2 separate regions of the Mus musculus genome follow, and region 1 is linked to region 2. The links are chromatin contacts, called in public HiChIP or PLAC-seq maps. All regions are on one chromosome and are shown on one strand. The core of a region is the stretch at or near the end of the contact, and the rest is flanking DNA. Distances in the headings are between cores, read along the strand shown. Region 1 overlaps Immp2l (IMP2 inner mitochondrial membrane peptidase-like (S. cerevisiae)). Region 2 has its middle 110 kb from the start of Immp2l.

Region 1 (4,001 bases), core at 841-3,340, 760 kb before region 2:
GATCAATTCTTGACCACCTGGCTATGGATGACGCAGCTCGCACAGAAATGCATCTTGACACAGAGCTTGAGACGCATGTAAGTGTTGAAGACACTTGTTTCAGAAATGTCCCCGATGGCACTGGCATCTATAATTTCTACATGATGAACTTAATGGCCTTGTCCTTGGGCATACATAGGGCACAGTTCATACAGCTAAGTACGTGAACAAGACTGAAGATAATTGATAATTGATTCTTCTTGTTTTGGCCATCTTGGAACCAAGACTCAAAGAAATCAAAGGACAACTGTAATGCATGGACTTGTCTCCAGGGTGTGTTATTTTCAGTTCCATCCCTATATGTCCATTATTATATCCACACCATGCTCCATTTATTATTGCTGGACTCTTACTGGGTATAAAACAAATTATTCTCTGTTAACAGCATGCTATATACCAGTCACCAGTGAAGGGGTATATATTCATCTCTAAACCTCTAGCACATCTGTGGTTAAACAGCTATTTGGTCACAAAAAGCAAATCCAAGAGAAGCCTGTGTTCCCTTGGAAGCACCAGAAACACATAATAACCATAATCTCTGACTCTTTGGATTGGATACCTATCCCTCTCAAACAAAAGCAGTTCTATTTCACCCTTATCAAAAACCAGTCCACTTAGATAATAAATGCTTATAATTATATTCTCTCCATGATTGCAAAATACCACGTTGATTAGATGAAACAGGCTTGCCATGGAAACCTCTATATTCACTAAAATCCTGTGTTGCCAATTACTGCCTCACTCCACTGTGCTATTCATTTAGAGATATGCTTTGCAGTCATGTGTCTATACCAACAGCCTTTCTCTGCTACAAATGATTTCCCTGGCTTTAATGCATGAAAAGCTAACAAGTTTTTGGACCTGACACTTCTCAAATTAATACATGACTCCATTTTGATGTGTTCTATCCACATAATGTTATCAATCTCTGAGTCATTGTCAAACCTGTGATTACCATGGAGATCAATAGATTAAGACACCCAGATTAGGAAAGTTTAATGTAGTCCTTATAATTAAAATAAGATTTATTCATACTTATATGAAACAGGATGAATATACCCCCCATTTTATACGATACTAAGCTTTTCCTGTGTAGTTGTTTCTAATAAGTATTTGTGCGAGCATGTAAAGAGTCTCAGGGTGCCTTTGTTGACACTGAATGAGAAGGATAAACACAAATCAGGAAGGAGAGGGGATTAGGATGTTTCAAGTGGAAGGAAAGCATAGTCAAAGTCAAACAAATAAGAAATTATCTTATTTAATACAATTCAGACTGATAATTGTCAGAATTTCTTTTTAAGTTGGCAAAGGATTACACAAAAATACATTCACACAATACATCATAATATATTATAATATGTGCAATGCATAATTCATTTCCAAATTTTAAAAAGACATTTTCTTTGGTTATAAAACCTCTGAGCTGAATTCTTGACAAGTCTCTATTTTACAAAGCACACCTGTATATCCTGGTTACAAACCCTACTTTTAATTTCCTTACATTGGAACATATTTAAAGATATTTGAATCGAAATCTGCAGACAGAATCCCTGCAGATTTTTATGCATTTTCCTCGGGACTTTTCAGTTGTCTTGTCCCATTTGACAGCCATTTAAGAAAGCAAACTCATTCTAGTTCAGGCGTTCTAAATATTTGATTTGTTTTTCCCCTTAATTGAATTTCATCAAGGTGTGTAATGTGTAATTAAATAAGATGGTATGATAAAAGTGCAGCCAGTATAAACATGTTTGGAAATAATCACAACTGAGTTTTTGAAGCATGAATTTTAACTGTTAAGAACCAAAGTATTACGAGGGAGTGACCTCTTAGCTGCAAGCATTCTAGGTCATAAACCTCAGGCAAATGTTTTACTGTAGTAACAAAAGTAAGTTACATGAAAGTTGTTCATGTGAAAGACCCAGTTTAAATCATTTGTTTAAATGTGTGGCAGAAAATAAAACAAAACCAAAAAAAAAACACTGTGTTTATATTCGACCTTTGTGAAAACTAAGCTAAGTCTAAAAGAAGAAGTGATACTGCATGTTGAACTAGATCATACAATTAGGGGGGTTAATGGAAAGGCATTGAGAGTGGAGCTTCACAAAATGGAAGCTGGGTCCACCCATCTGCCTGCAAATGTATTGATGTCATTTTGTTGTTGTTTCATCCTTTTTATTATGTATTTATTCACATCACATTCCAGTATCAGCACCCCTCTCCTCCTCCTCCCTCATGCAGATCCTCCCCCATCCCTCCCTCCTCATTCCCTCACACACTACAACCCCCCCTCCCGGCACATCAAGTCACTGCAGGACTAGGCACATGCACCCCCACTGAAGCCAGACAAGATGGCCCAGATAAAGGAATGGGATCCACAGGCAGGCAAGCCATCTAATGTTTGGCTGGGGATCTCTGCATCTCTTTTCATTGCCTGTTGGGTAGAACCTCTCAGAGAACAATTATGCTAGGCTCCTGTCTGCAAGCATAACATTCATTAAGAATCAGATATTGGTTCTTGCCCATGGGATAGGTCTCAGTTTGGGGCAGCATTGGTTGGGCATTCCCTCTGTCTCTTCTCTATCTTTGTCCCTGCACATTGAATAGGCAGCACACATTTTGGGTTGAAGGATTTTTTTCCTAACATCTGGGAAAAATCCATATTTTCTTTATTTATTCTTCAGTTGGGGGACATCTAGTTTGTTTCCAGTTTCTGGATACTATAAATACATTTGCATGCATATCTATAAGGAGGAAGTGGACTCTTAGCAGCAATGAACATGGTTGAGCAAGTGTCCTTCTGGTAGGATGAAGCATCCTTTAGGTATATGGCTAACAGTAGTATAGTTAAGTCCTGAGGAAAACTCTTTCCCATTTTCTAAGAAATGGCTATATTGATTTCTACAGTGGCTGTACAAGATTGTACTCCAATGAGCAATGGAGGGCTGTGCACTTGCTACACATCCTGAAAATTATGACCTATCACTTATATCATTGACCTTGGAATCTCAAAGTAGTTTTGATTTGCATTTCCCTGATGGCAAAGAATGTTGAACATTTCTTTAAATGTTTCTCAGCCATTTGAGATTCCTATAATGAGAAGTCTCTGTGTAGCGTTCTACCCCATTTTAAAAAAAAAGAAATATTTATGTTATGTATGATTTCAATTATAGTTCTCTTCAGACACACCAGAAGAGGACATCAGATCCCATTACAGATGGTTGTAAGCCACCATGTAGTTGCTGGGAATTGAACTCAGGACCTCTAGAAGAGCACTCAGTGCTCTTCACCACTGAGCCATCTCTCCAGACTACCCTACCCCATTTTTAAATTGGATTGTTTGGCTTGTTGATTTCTAGTTTCTTTAGTTCTTTATAAATTTTGAACATTAGCCCTCTGTTAGATGTGGAGTTGTTGAAAATCTTTTTCCAATCTTTAGGCTGCCATTTTGTCCTACTGATAGTGTCATTTGCTTTATAAAGCTTTTCAGTTTTATGTGGCCGCATTTATTAATTATTGATCTTAATGCCTGTTCTATTGGCACTCTTTTCTGTTCAGAAAGTTGTCTCCTATGCTAATGTGTTCAAGGCTATTCCTTACTTTCTATTCTATGACGTTCTTTGTGTCTGGTTTTATGTTGAAGTCTTTGATCCACTTGGACTTGAGTTTTGTGCAGAGTGATAAATATGGATTTATTTGCATTCTTCTATACACAGACATCCAGTTAAAGCAAGGCAACCCAGACCCAGAAAGATAAACATGATATGTACTTGCATGTGGATATTAGCTGTTAAATAAACAATAGTCATACTATAAACCACAGGTCCAGGAAAGTTAAAGAGGATATCTAAGGTTGCAACCATGTGAAGAAAAAATAAACAGATCTTGTGGATGCACTGAGAACAAGTGGGGATAGGAACATGAAGGATCTGGTGGGGGACAGAGGGACCAAGGGACAGAGTACA
Region 2 (4,474 bases), core at 1,676-4,175:
AAACTTAAAGGTGTATGGGATTTTAGATTAATTAGGATTCACCAATAGGCTATAGAACGTTGCTTAAACACCAAATACAGCATCTTGTAGCAACAGGTACTATATAACCTGAGCTGATTATTCAAGTCCAAGCCACCTGTGCCTGAAGAATGCAAATAATTATCATGAGGGGAATGTAGGGAGACATAAGTCATCCAGGTATTTGAGTAAATTCTCCCTTTTATTGTACATATGTAAAGCAGTCCTCAGACCCTTGAGGTTGTTGAAGAGTAATAGCTACAGAAGGGCAGTTTTGGTGCTGTGACAACTGCAGAATCTTCAAAGCACAATCTACGTCACTGACGAAAGCTCGTTTCTAGATGCTTCCCTGCTTCGCAAGTAGTGCCACTGAAGGGGGATGCGAATCTGCTTGGATTTTTAGCTGCCTTTGTTATTTCTCTTCAGCAATGATTTGTGAGTTTCATGATTTTAGATGAAAAGAATCTTTGAGTTAGTTAAGGGGTGACCATGTGAGAATGCCAGTTTCCAATCTCATAGAGCACTCACATGCTGGGCTGCTGATTAGACAAAGGCCACAGGAAGAGGACCAGAGAGGCAGCTGCCTTGGGTAGGGGATTTGGGTTTTTGCCATGGTTGACACCTATTTATTTGTTATTTGTAGGCACTTTCCCCAGGGAAGGAAGGGAAGTGTGTCATCCTGCTAGAGGAACCGAGCAAGAAAACCTGTAGGTGACTGCTAATTTTCTCTGAAGGTTGGAAGATTTATATGTCATTTTTCTTTTTCGAAAACTGTGTACCCCTAGCAGGGAAGCGGAAGACTCCAGACGAAAGCTTAAGGGAAGTGTTTTAGATCTACCTCCTAAGAATAGCATCTGTTATTATCCACCCAGACAGACAGGCAGGTCAGCCCCTGTTAATTTTTTCACACTCTTGTCATAGAGACTTTTAATTTTAATCCAATGTCGAATGCCACAAAACCTTGACATTGAAAGACTGTAGTTACGACCAGAGCCGTATTTCGTTTAAATTCAGTTATGGCAATTAGGCTGCAAACCTCATGTACTCCAGGTGGGTAGCGAAGGCACCTCTGTGCTCTGTTCTTCCAGGAAAGCTGGAGGGAGGTGACTCCTGGTTGGTGAGGGTTGGTTCAGGCCTCCAGGCTCCTCTCTACCTTCTGCTCCACCTCCTTTACACATTAGCTTTCCAAGAGTTCTGTTGTCACTTCCTCACACAACCAAGTCCCCTCTGTATGACTTCCCCTTCTTGGAGCAAAGGAAACTACCTCCCAGATGGTCCCAGCAGAGAGGCTGCTTTCTAAATCTTTTGCCAAGAGACCTGTTCCTGAGATAACCCCAGGAAAAGAAGCTGGGATGACCTTGCTTGGTTGACTGCTCTAAGCTTGGTTCCAGTTGTCTAGACCATCTCATTGTTACCCCCAAAGCCCAGAATCAGGGAGCCACTCAGGACCATACAGAGAAAGACTATTGTGGAAACAGGGTTAGCTATTGCTTATGCGTTAGACAAAAATAGGGTGGTGGTAACAAGAATGGATTGCAGAAGTCAATGATCCTGATTTGAGATGGGACTCAGTGGCCTATGGTCTTCATTTGTATTCTTCCCTATTCAGCTTCCCTCCTTTCAGTACCAGGGCCCCGTATGAAAGCTGCACAACTGAGCCCAGAAGTGGATGTTTTCACAGCTCCCAGAATAAATAAGATCTGATTGAGTTACCAACCTCGGGTTAAGACACTGCAAGAGGGAAATGGCAATAAGTATGTCTAAGAAAAGTAACTTTTAAACTCTTCTGGCAGACTATTAATAATCATCAGTATATAGCTTAATAGTGTAGTATTGGCTGAGCATGTACAAGGTCTTGTGTGAAATCCCTAATACACACAGAGACACACACAGTTTAAAAAAGTTATTTTATTGTTTTAGATTTATGGATGCTTTGCCTGCATGTATATATGTGCAGCACATATGTAATTGGTGACCACTGAGGGCACAGGAGGACAATAGATCTCCTGGAACTGGAGTTATGAGCTGTCATGTGGGTGCTAGGACTTGAACTTGGATCCTTTGGAAAAGCAGCCAGAGCTCTTAACCACTAGGCCACTTCTCCAGGCCACATATCACTATAACCAATTAGATATTACTACGGATGAACACATGTACATCTACTGTTAGTAAATAAATATTCTTTTTTTTAGTGAAAATGAATTCATTACATATGCTTAATAGTGACATTCTTAGAGTAGCCACTGCAGAGCAAGTAGGTAGTCTCTCCATTTCTCTCCCTCAGTGTGTCCTGGTTATTTCTGGAATCTGCAGATTCTGGGTTTCTACACACTGGTTGCTTCAAGTGACCAGAGATGGAAATAAGGAGGTGGCAGGGGTTCAGCTCAGGACATTGGTCCAGAAGCAAGAGAAAGGCTACGGCCCAGAACTCCCTGAAAATCTGTCTGGCTTTCCTAGCTAGAATCCATCAGTGGTGTTTGTTTTTGTTTTTTCTTGGTGCTTTTAAATCCTCTGGCTGCAAAAACAGATAGTAGAAGATATTCTGTGGCTGTAGGTCCTCCTCCAGGGGCAGCAGTTCAGAGCAGATCTTCATGGCATCACTCGTTTTTCAAGGCTCTGGCTGCTGCATCTGCAAGAGCTGGCATGGCTGGGCCTCCCTTTGTCTTGAGTTTATCAAATCAGATATCCGCAGGGTACATGTGTAGCCTTACCATGTGATCTGGTCTTGGCTGGTCTTGCACTTCTCTGGGCAGTTTTCACCTGAGGCCCCTCCCCCCCTTACATGTCTTGCCTCTGGGCCAGGATCTAAAACAAAGAGTTCTGTCATTCCAGGAAGTACACACCCAGCAAATGCCCAGAGGGGAAGGCACAGCTGCAGAAAGAGCAGGTGCTTCTTTGCATCATGTGGTAGTGGTGCTGGTAGTCCACTAAGGAGGCAAAACCTTGGCAACAGCCAGCCACCTGACAGGTGAACTCTGGCACCGTGGACTTTTCCAGCATCTCGGACACTTGAGTGAGCATGGCCTGTAAGCACAAGCGCCGCTGCATATCCCCATCCTCGAAGAATTTGTGATCCTGAGGGAAGCACACGGGATGTGGAGCAAATCAGAAGGGTGTCTCCCCAGCCACAGGGTTCAGTGATTAGGCTGCTCCAAGCTCCTCAGCCCTTCAGCCGCAGCCCTTCAGCCCCTGTCGACATAAATAAATATTCTTAAGCAAACCTGAAGACTGCCTAAATAGAGTCATCAGAGTCATATTCTAATGTACTTATAATTCCTTACAAAGGCCCGGCAGGCATTTGCCTAATGTTCCAGGGTCCTACCTCTGACTTTAGACTTTATTTCTAACCTGGGATCCAGTATCCCTTATTTAGTAGACATGTAAGTCTGGACTCCTTAAATGAGCCAGTCTCATTAGGTACAATATAGAAAATAAGACAATCAGAGTAACACTTGCATCAAAGGTAGGTAGAGAGGAATGAGATGAGGCATAGGAGATCCTTAGCATATTAATGACCCCAGACCCACCTCCTAGCCTGTAATGACCAAGACATGGACAAATATAGCCAAATGATCTTTTAACCCCTTCAACATGAGGCCTTTGCATTACTGTTTCCTGTTCCACACTTACGTCTTTGTATTGATACCAAGAGAGAAAGTATGTAAAATGACAATGTGTCTCCTTATTTCTTCTCAGTCTTTCTCAAAGAGCCTGGTATCCACTTTGGGGAACACCTCTTTATTTAAATTACTAGTTCTCTAGGGTGGCGAGATGAAGTGTGTGTGGTGTGTGCTTGTGTGTGTGTGTTGCTGAGGGTTAGATCTGGGTGTTTGTATATGCTAAGAACATAATGTACCACTAAGCTACATTCCAAACCAGTATTATAAAGGCAATAATGCATCATGTTTGTATCCTAGTTTGCTTCTCTGATGTACACTGACCAGAAACAGCTTAGAGGAGGAAAGGGTTTATTTAATCTTTTAACTCCCAGAAGATGATCCTTTCTTGAGGGAAGTCAGGGTAGGAGCTCAGTGCAGGAATAGAGGCAGAGACTATGGAGGAATGTTTTCTTCTACAGCCTAAACCCAGGTGCCTAGGGATGGCACCACCCACAATGGGCCAGGCCTTTCCACATCAATCAGCAACCAAGAAAATGCCACCACAGACTTGCTCACTGGGCAGTCTGAGGGTCCCTTTCCTTCATTGATTCTAGACTGAGTCCAGTTGAACAACAACAAAAACCAGCATAGTGTGTGTGTGTGTGTGTGTGTGTGTGTGTGTGTGTGTGGTGGTTGTTGTTGGTGGTGGTGGTGGTTGTTAATTGAATCCAGGCTTCATAAATGCTAGGCAAACACTTTCCCACTGAGTTACAGCCTTCACCCTACACTTCCAGGGAGGGCATGTGTTTTTAAGGTTTCTAAGCAAGACATTTGTCCTTGTAGATATTATTTTAATT

What was found. HiChIP or PLAC-seq counts read pairs in DNA pulled down with a chosen protein or histone mark.
Region 1: a contact with region 2 is called in an H3K27ac HiChIP or PLAC-seq map of large pre-B cells, with 2.4 times the contacts expected there. The contact joins two enhancer-like sites. A contact is called at or near these places in 2 of 115 datasets of contacts at active chromatin or transcription factors (embryonic stem cells and large pre-B cells).

The regions. Positions count from the first base shown.
Region 1 is chr12:41,680,645-41,684,645 of GRCm38.p6, reverse strand. The region is part of intron 5 of Immp2l (IMP2 inner mitochondrial membrane peptidase-like (S. cerevisiae)); the gene reads right to left. Among named protein-coding and RNA genes, the nearest start is that of Gm40412, 75 kb to the right of the region's middle. Within about 2 kb of position 2,090, at least 4 of the 459 cell types and tissues checked have an H3K27ac peak or open chromatin away from gene starts, as enhancers often do.
Region 2 is chr12:40,916,037-40,920,510 of GRCm38.p6, reverse strand. It overlaps the pseudogene Gm18246. Among named protein-coding and RNA genes, the nearest start is that of Immp2l, 110 kb to the left of the region's middle. Within about 2 kb of position 2,925, at least 36 of the 459 cell types and tissues checked have an H3K27ac peak or open chromatin away from gene starts, as enhancers often do.